Linked DNA regions of Cricetulus griseus: region 2 is linked to region 1. Evidence: chromatin contacts called from public Micro-C data. All regions are on one chromosome and are shown on one strand. The core of a region is the stretch at or near the end of the contact, and the rest is flanking DNA. Distances in the headings are between cores, read along the strand shown.

What was found. Hi-C and Micro-C count contacts between places; a contact is called where the count stands out from the background.
Region 2: a Micro-C map of the CHO-K1 cell line shows a contact between it and region 1, with 4 times the contacts expected there. The contact joins the promoter of Cenpp here to the promoter of Bicd2 in region 1. A contact is called at or near these places in 5 of 8 Hi-C or Micro-C datasets (the CHL-YN cell line, the CHO-K1 cell line, fibroblasts and 1 more).

The regions. Positions count from the first base shown.
Region 1 is chr3:269,143,108-269,147,365 of CriGri-PICRH-1.0, forward strand. It overlaps Bicd2 (protein bicaudal D homolog 2), which reads left to right and starts at 2,154. Exons shown (of 8, transcript XM_027409946.2): 1 at 2,154-2,509. The coding sequence starts at 2,270.
Region 2 is chr3:269,460,988-269,465,245 of CriGri-PICRH-1.0, forward strand. Cenpp (centromere protein P) reads right to left here and starts at 2,495. Exons shown (of 7, transcript XM_027409941.2): 1 at 2,228-2,495. The coding sequence starts at 2,334. It overlaps Nol8 (nucleolar protein 8), which reads left to right and starts at 3,086. Exons shown (of 17, transcript XM_027409929.2): 1 at 3,086-3,185; 2 at 4,201-4,258. The coding sequence starts at 4,218.

The DNA.
Region 1 (4,258 bases), core at 904-3,403:
TAGCAGGCCATTACGTTCCAACCACCACACAGGGTGCCAGCCTTTGCTGGCAACGTGAATGGGTGAGCGGGTGGGAAGCCAATGGCTATACCTAAGATTTGATAATGGACCTCAGTCTCCTCATTCATAAAACAGATGGTGTGTACTGGAGTTTTGGGAGCCTCAAGTGAGCTGATGCAGACCAAAGGCTTGGCAAGGGTTATGACTCAGGGAGACCTCAAGAGGTGACCCATCATCCGGGGTCGGGGCGACTCATCTAGTTTTATTTTTGTGGGTTCCCTACTTGCACATCGTTGATATGGAGTCTCTGGCTCTCTCCTTGGTGTCATTTCCTCAGGGAAGTATTTCCTGGTTCCCCCACCCCTACCGGTGACAAACTGGATCCTAGAATACTTCCTCCTGACTCTAGCCCTGCTGGCCAGCACTGTCCCTGCTTCAGGAAGGAAGCCCATAATGGTAGTGACCCACCCTCTGGATCTCAACATGCCTGCCACCACCTTGTCTTCAAGTTCGAAGTTCCCTGGTCAGTTTCTGCAGCCCTCTCTCCTCACACTTGCCTCTTAGACAGGGGTGGGTCTGGGTGGGGAGGCTCCCAGTCAGGCCAATCGTGATAGGTGCAGCTATTGTAGAGTTCCGCGTTTGTTGGAGGAACTGTTTTTCCTTCTATATCCTCCTTGCTTAGCTTAGCGTGAACAGCTTGCACGGCCCGATATGTGGTGGGACTCTCAATGTAGAGCCAGGACTGTCCCAGGAAACAGGGTGGTTGACAAAAGAAACGGGGCAATGACACACTTTATTCACACAACTCTGTTTTTGAAACAGGGTCTCTCTACATAGTCCTGGCTTTCCTGGAATTTGCTATGTAGACCAGGCTGACCTTGAATTCTCTGAGATCCTCCTACCTCTGCCTCCTAAGTGTTGAGATTAAAGGTGTGTTCCACCAGGCCCAGGCTATTTACTACACAACTCTTGGGTTTACCCTAGATTTTCTTTTAGTCTTTGTGTGTTTGCTCGTGTGCATGTGTGCATGCATGCACGCGTGCGTGCGTGCATATGTGTCTGAATTAGTTTGGTGTTCCTGTGTGTGGACAAGGGCCCCCCACATGCAGATGGGAATCAGAAGATAACACCCAGTTGTCTGTTGTCTTCCATCTTGCTTGAGATAAGGTATCTTTGTTTTCTTGTTTGTTTGTTTTCTTCATACACTAGGCCGGCTTCAGGAGATTCTCCAGTCTCCACCTCCCATCTTGCCTGCGGAACATTGGAATTATAGACTGTGCTTTATGTGGGCTCTGGGGATGCAAATTTAGATCCCTGCGCTTGGCTTGCTGAGCAAGCGCTTTATTCTCTGAGCTATCTCTCCAGCTGACCTCTATGTTTTATGGTGGTCTGCAGCTGTAGGGTGTGGTGTTTGCGGGGGGGGGGAGGCGGGCGGCAGTGAGAAAAGAACAAGCGTGTTATATCCGAGCCACCATGGGAGGAGGGAAGTTTTATTTAGACTCACAGTGAAGAGCACAGACATGCTTGCAGTGATCTCTCACGCCGAAAACGGGGTATAGAGAACATTAAACACATGTATGACACCGTGCTCCGTGCTCTCGGAAAGTGCCTTCATGAAAGAATATTCTAACGGACTGTGGGACAAGAGGAAGTAGTGTCCAGGTTAGCGTTGGGTCGTCCACATCCTTTTGGCAGTGCCCGTGGCGCGCCACTAGTCATTCAAATCCCGCATAGAGCGCGCGCCACAGTCTGGCAAGCCATGCTCGCACGTTCTGGGACACGATCTTACTCTTGGTATCCACAGCTCGGCTTGCCTTATTCTACAAAGGCTGGGAGGGCGCGGCTGGAGGTTCTCTGGGTGGCTGCGGGGTCCCTGGGCTCGGGTCGATGGCACCCCTACTTCTGTCACGTCAGCGGCGCCGGCCAATCACAGACTGGAGCCAAGCCGGCGCGGCGCTCAACGGGCTAAGGCGTGAGCGCGAGGCAGGACTACGTCTCCCACAATGCTAAGGAGACCTGGGCGTGCATGGAGCTAGGATCCCGCCCCCTTGGGATTTAGACCAATCACAGACCAGGCCCGGCGGGCGTGAGGGATTACGGGTTGTGTAGTCCATGAGCCGTGGGACTGCAGCCCCCAGTGTTCCCCGCGCGTCAGGGAGGAGCAGTGCGGCGGCGCGGGCGGCCGTCGGGGCTGGGCGGCGGCGGCGGCAGCTAAGAGGGCCCGGTTTGTGGGAGCCAAGGTGGGAGCCGGCCTCGGCGCGCGGCCACCATGTCCGCGCCGTCGGAGGAGGAGGAGTACGCGCATCTCGTGATGGAGGCACAGCCGGAGTGGCTGCGCGCCGAGGTGAAGCGGCTGTCCCACGAGCTGGCCGAGACCACGCGTGAGAAGATCCAGGCGGCCGAGTATGGGCTGGCGGTGCTCGAGGAGAAGCACCAGCTCAAGCTGCAGTTCGAGGAGCTCGAGGTGGACTATGAGGCCATCCGCAGCGAGATGGAGCAGCTCAAAGAGGTGAGTGGCCGGCCGCGACCCCCGCCTGGGCGCTAAGGTCACCCTGCCCAGTGGTGGGAGGTTCCAGGGGTGGGGCAGGGAACCCAGACTTGCGGCCCACGGCAGTGGGGGGAGAGTGAGCGAGCTCGGCCTCCTCCAGCGGCCAGTGCCCGGCTGAGGGGGTCCAGACTCCCTGCAGTCCCATGCATCCGCTAGTTTTCTCTGCAGGCCTTGGTGACCCTTTCGTTAAGGTCTGCTGCTCTGCTGTAGTCTTTGCTGGCTTGGGTGTGTCTGTGTAGGTGGGGGGCGAGCAGATGTTGCGCTTACAGCTGAGGCCATCGATGTAAGGCTGACCCTCAGGGAAAGGCTGAGCCTGGGCCTGGGGCTCGTTGGCGACTATTTGTCACCTTCAAGCAAATCACATCCCCCCTTCGCCTTATATCTGATTTCATGACTGCCTGAAGCTGGGAAGGGATGGATACAAGGCTGAGTGGGTCGCGGCTCTTGGGTGCCTGTGGCCCTTGACCTGCTGGGTTTCTCTGTATCCATCCCATTTGTGACTTAGCTCTGGCTCAGCTATTTGCTTTTCCTTCATCTAATGGTGCTCCCACAGCTGGGATACATGGCTTGCTCTGCTTCGTGGGCTCTGCCTGTCACCGTGGTGTCTGTATTTATTTCTTCTCTAGGAAACATGGTTCTCTGTGTCATCCATTGTGGGGAGAGAGATTAGACCCCAAGCTGGCCAAGAGCTTGGGGGAAAGGCAGGAGGAGGGCCCTGGGTAGGCTTCATAGATGATTTAGGTGTTAAGTGTCTCCCATCCTTCTCCTGGAGACTGTGGAGACATGCTTTTTGGGAGGACACACTGGACTTTGGACCAACCCTTCCCTGTGGTTTATGATGTCTCCATGGGCGAGCTCTCCCCAAGCCTTAGCTTCCACCTCTGCAAAATAGGGGTGCAGCTTCACCAACCCAGAAGTATTGCTCTTGGTATTTTGCATTAGCAAAGGCCTGGCATTGGGCCAAGCAGGTAGCTTGTTGGGTTATCTGAACCATTCCCTTATGTATGAGATTCAGTTCTGGTCTTGGTATTGATCATAGGCTCATCTCCTCTGGGACGTCTGCTCCCAGCCAGCCTGGGATAGGCCTGCACTCTTCTCAGAGCCTCTGTTACTTAAGGTCTAGGTAGAGCAGGGCTGGGTGAGTACCAGAAGTGACTGCTTCTTTGGGTAGGCAGGAATTGGGTCCTCACACAGCACCTCAAATACATTATCTGTTGGAGGACATCAGTAACTTTTCCAAGCCTGGCTCCACGGGCAGTGGATTGACAAGAGGCGTGCAATGTGCACCCCTTCCTTCCCCTGGGGTAAAGTGATGTGACAGACAAGTGGGTGTGCCCTCATCCCATATCTGGTCTTCTGTCTGGGACTCCCCTCCCCTTTCCTTGGTTCTCCAGCCAGGTAGCAACTGTTAATTACAGTGCCACTCCCTTTGTACATACATATAGGTTGCCTTCCCACCTCTGGTGGAATGCCACTTCTTGGGAAGCCTACTCTCCTCTTCTGAATTAACAGGTTTCCTTCAGTAGTATTTGCTGTGAAAACAGGCTGTTGGTGACCTCTCCGGTCCTCACTGCAGTGACTTCCAATTGTCAGCTCTCTGCAGTTACTGTTATGGGCACAATCATTTAATGGCACACTGAAGAACTATGTCATACATACAACATTGTCTTTATCTGGAGGGAAAGTCCATAGGAGATGAGGGAAGAGGGT
Region 2 (4,258 bases), core at 1,245-3,744, 320 kb after region 1:
GTGTGTGTGTGTTTCTATGTGAGTATAGGTCATGAAACTAGAAAGAGGATCGTAAGAGGGGAAGAAGCCTTTAAGTGGTTCAGGAGGAATAAATGGTAATTCAGTTTGCGGAGGGGAAAGCAGAAAGAGACCTACAGGAGGAAGAAAGAGAACCAACTTTGAGGGATGGCGAAAGAGAATGGATGGGAACAAAAGATAACATATATATATGAAGATGCTATGGTGAAATCAACTACTTTGTATGTTAACTAACAAAAAAAATTAAAGAGAAGGAATAACCTCATTATTTCTAGTCAGTATAGTAGTGGAAGCAATTAGGTAAAAGAAATTTTAGCAAGAAAAATCCTGGAAGAGGGGGAGCTTACCAAATCAAGATCACTGAGCCAATAGCAAAGCCAGGATTTGAAGGCATGCAACTTTGGAATCAAACTGTGTGGACACATGGATATAGCTAAACAACCTTGTTCCAATTTCCCAGCTGCCAATCCAGGCAACCATTAAGATCACTTTGAAAGTACCCTGGAGGATCTGCAAGATGGCTCTGCACATAAAAGTACTTGTTGCACTGACACTGGAATTTTATCCCATTGGAAGGAGAGAACTGACACCTGAAGGTGTCCTATATATTCACACACAACACAATAGTAATTTAAAAGATTAAGTAGCTTGGTACACAGGTCTCAATCTTCCTTCACCACAGTGAGAAAAAATTCACATTAAATCCACACACTGACACTTAATGTCTTCCCTAATCTAAATTCTAACTTTGAACTCCATTACTGAGAATTCTAGATAAATAATCTACTATATCATACTGGGCTTGTATTGACATCTTGTGGTGAGGAAAGAAACTATTTTTCTCTATGGCATGACATAGTGCTTGCTTCTCAGACTTTTTTCGTTTCGTTTTGTTTTTTTAAGAAATGGTTTCTCTGTTTAATGGCCCTGGTCCTGGCTGTCCTGGAACTCACTCTTAGACCAGGCTAGCCTCAAACTCAGAGATATGCCTGCCCCTCTCTGCCTCTTGAGTGCTGGGACTAAAGGTGTATAACACCACCACCCGGCCCAGCTTCTGCTTCTCAAACTTTTAAGTGTGTATACAAAGGGTAAAGGGACAGGCTGTCTTGATAAAATGCAAATTCTAATTTGGAAAGTGGAGGTGGAGTCAGCCTGGTGGCATCACCAACTCATAGGTAATCCTAATGCTTCCAATATGTGGGTCACAGTCTTGCTTGTGGAAGAGCATATATAGGCCAGTGCACATTTCTCTTTTCCTTTTATCAATTACAACTTTCTCCTATTTGATTTTTTTAAGGACCGCTCCACATTTTCCTGCACTCCAAAGGTTCTTTTCAGTGCGGAAAAATCTCATTCTCTGCAACTGTTCCAAATTATACCCAATAAAATAAAGGCAGTTTGTTTTCATGTTTAGGACACTAAATTACTGTTAGTTCCAGCCTTCCTTCTTCTCTTTGAGTTGAGGAAAATGCTTGGACTTTGCGTTCTACTAGGGACTTAGGTAAGCTATTTAACTCTCTGATACTCAGGTTCCATTACCTTTAAATAGGGATTAGCAACAGAGGACTGTCTCTATTTCCTATAGATGGCATTAACCATACATCAATCTATTTCGCCCAAGCTGTATTTCAGACGTCATTTCTGTCATTAACTATACCACTACCATCAGTTTGAAGTGAAGTTGAGTGAATTCCTGACCTACAGAGTAAGTATGTCTCCAAACCTATTTAAAATAAATAAATAAATAAATAAATAAAAAGGCGCACGCCTTTAATCCCAGCACTCAGGAGGAAGAGGTAGGTGGATCTCTGAGAGTTCGAGGCCAGGCCTGGCTCCAAAGCTACAGAGAAACACTGTCTCAATGAACAAACACCCAACTGTAAAATCGTTTCCCGAAGGTGAGGCTGCTTAAAGAAACGCAGGACGTCCTCATTGATTCTCATCAACCGGTCAAAACAACCCTTAAGAAAACTATCTTCTGCTGGCTATAATCAAGCCAAGAGCGGCAACCGCAGTGCTCACACTCTCATGTCACTGTCCTCACTGAACCGATACTGACTGCTGATTCGAGTCCATGTTTGGGGAGGTCTCCCGTTACAGTATTCAGCACCCGGCGTGCAGGGAGTGCGAGCCCCGAGCCTTCGGGAGGTTGGTAGGTCGGCCGGGGGCTACGGTGCTTGGGCCCGCGGGGCGGACTGGAGCCACGTACCGGGCTCCGGACGTCTTCTCCCAGGGCTTTGACAGCATACTGCACTCCCGCTGCAGCGCCGCGACCTCCGCCTCCAAGGCGCGCAGTTCGCGGGTCTCAGGATCCATGGCTCCCGCAGCAAAAGCTGTGGCCCAAAACTCTGTCAGAGCGCCTGGCTCGCCCGGCGCTTCAAGCAGCTCCCGCTCCCGGCGCGGACCAATCCGGAGCTCGCGGGGGTGGGAGGGGGCGGCTGTCTCCCGGCGCGCACCATTCGGAGTTCGCGGAGATGGGGGGAAGAGCGGCTGTTTCCCGGCGCGCACCATTAGGAGCTCGCGGGGGGGGGGAAGGCGGCTGTCTCCCGGCGCGCACCATTCGGAGTTCGGGGGGGGGGAAGCGGCTGTCTCCCGGCGCGCACCATTAGGAGCTCGCGGGGGAGAGGCTGCTCCCGATGCGGACCAATCGGGAGCTCGCGCTGGGGGGAGAGGCCGCCTCCCGGCGCGCACCATTCGGAGTTCGCGGTGGGGGGGAGAGGCTGCCTCCCGGCGTGCACCATTCGGAGTTCGTGGAGGGGGAGCGGCTGTCTCCCGGTGCGCACCATTCAGGAGCTCGCGGGGGGGGGAGAGGCTGCTTGGCGACGCGTGTCCGCCCCACCCTCAAACAACGTTCAGGACCCTTACGTCCCTCAGAACGTTGCGACCCCCGAAGCTTCTGAGAGTTGGTTCGTTCCAAATCGAAGGTCAAGCTCCAACGGCCGCACACCCCCTCCAACGGTCTCTGAGCTCCGCGAACCCCTACGTCACTGAGAGGGCGGTCTCGGGAAGCACGAGGGAAAGAGTCTCTTTATTTTTGTTCCGCTTCCCCACTTCCGCCTACTTGGTCCGGAAGTCAGGAGTCACGTGGCGGCGTGTCTTTTTTTTTTTTTTCTGTAGGAATTACGGAAATTGTTTTCCTAGGCTCATTCACAGACGTGGGAGAGAAGGTAGCGGGACGTCAGTTAGAACGAAGGCAGGAGAAATAAAGAGCCCTGGGGGAACTGCGTGGAAGTGGAACCTTAGGAGACTGGGTTGGAAACCCTGTAGGAAAGAAAAGAGAGCGCGCCTGCCGGCACGTGTTGTTAGACGTTGGGGGCTTCGCTGCGTTAGTGCTGACGGGCAGCGTCCTGAGGAGAGTGTGTGCGTGTGGGAAGTGGAGGGCTGTCGGGCCCACCCTCTCCTCTCTCCTAACTGGGGACTTCTCGGAGGATGGGGCGGGGGCTGACAAGAAGTGGTCCGCTGTAGGTCTCCCGGACTGCAGGTCGTGGCCTTGCGCTCACGCCGGCGGTTTTGTGAGCTCGCTTGGAAGGAGGCAGCCAGCTTCTGAGGAAGGTTTGAAAGGTCTGAGCATCTGCCGAGAGCTAAACGAGGTGGAGGGACCTCTCGTGAACTTTCCCAGCAACCTTTGTAGTAGAGGGTTAGCAGTTCCCGGTTCTGAAGTTAGACCTGGCACTAGGAAAAGTCTTAACCTCTCCTGCCCCCCTGAACGATGAGAATCACGCAAAGTGCTTTGTGCAGTTCACGCACACAGTGGGAAAAAAATTTTAGGTATAACATTAGTTGCCCTCTTGATGCCTGAACAGCGCTTGGGGGACATTTGCATTGTGCCATACTGTTGTAGTTGCAGATTTTATCTCTGACTGTGGAGGTATTTTTGACCTTTAGCTTACTGTTTTGCCAGTATTTTGTTAAAGTAAAAATGAATGTACAGCCAGACGGTGGTCTCCGGAGTGAGTTCCAGGACAGCCAGGGCTACAAAGAGGAAAACCCCTGTCTCAGAAAACTTAAAAAAAATAAATGTACAAACGAATCATGGGGGTGGGGATGGGGGAACGGGACACCCAACACTGTGAATATGAAAATGAGAAGTTGGGCTGGAGAGGTGGCTCAGTGGTTCAGAGCACTGGCTGCTCTTCCAGAGGTCCTAGTAAGTGTTCTTTCTACACAAAATTACTTTTCCAGATAGATGCCCAGCATTCATGAAACCCAACCGAGAAATGAAGCGCCTTTTTGTGGGTGG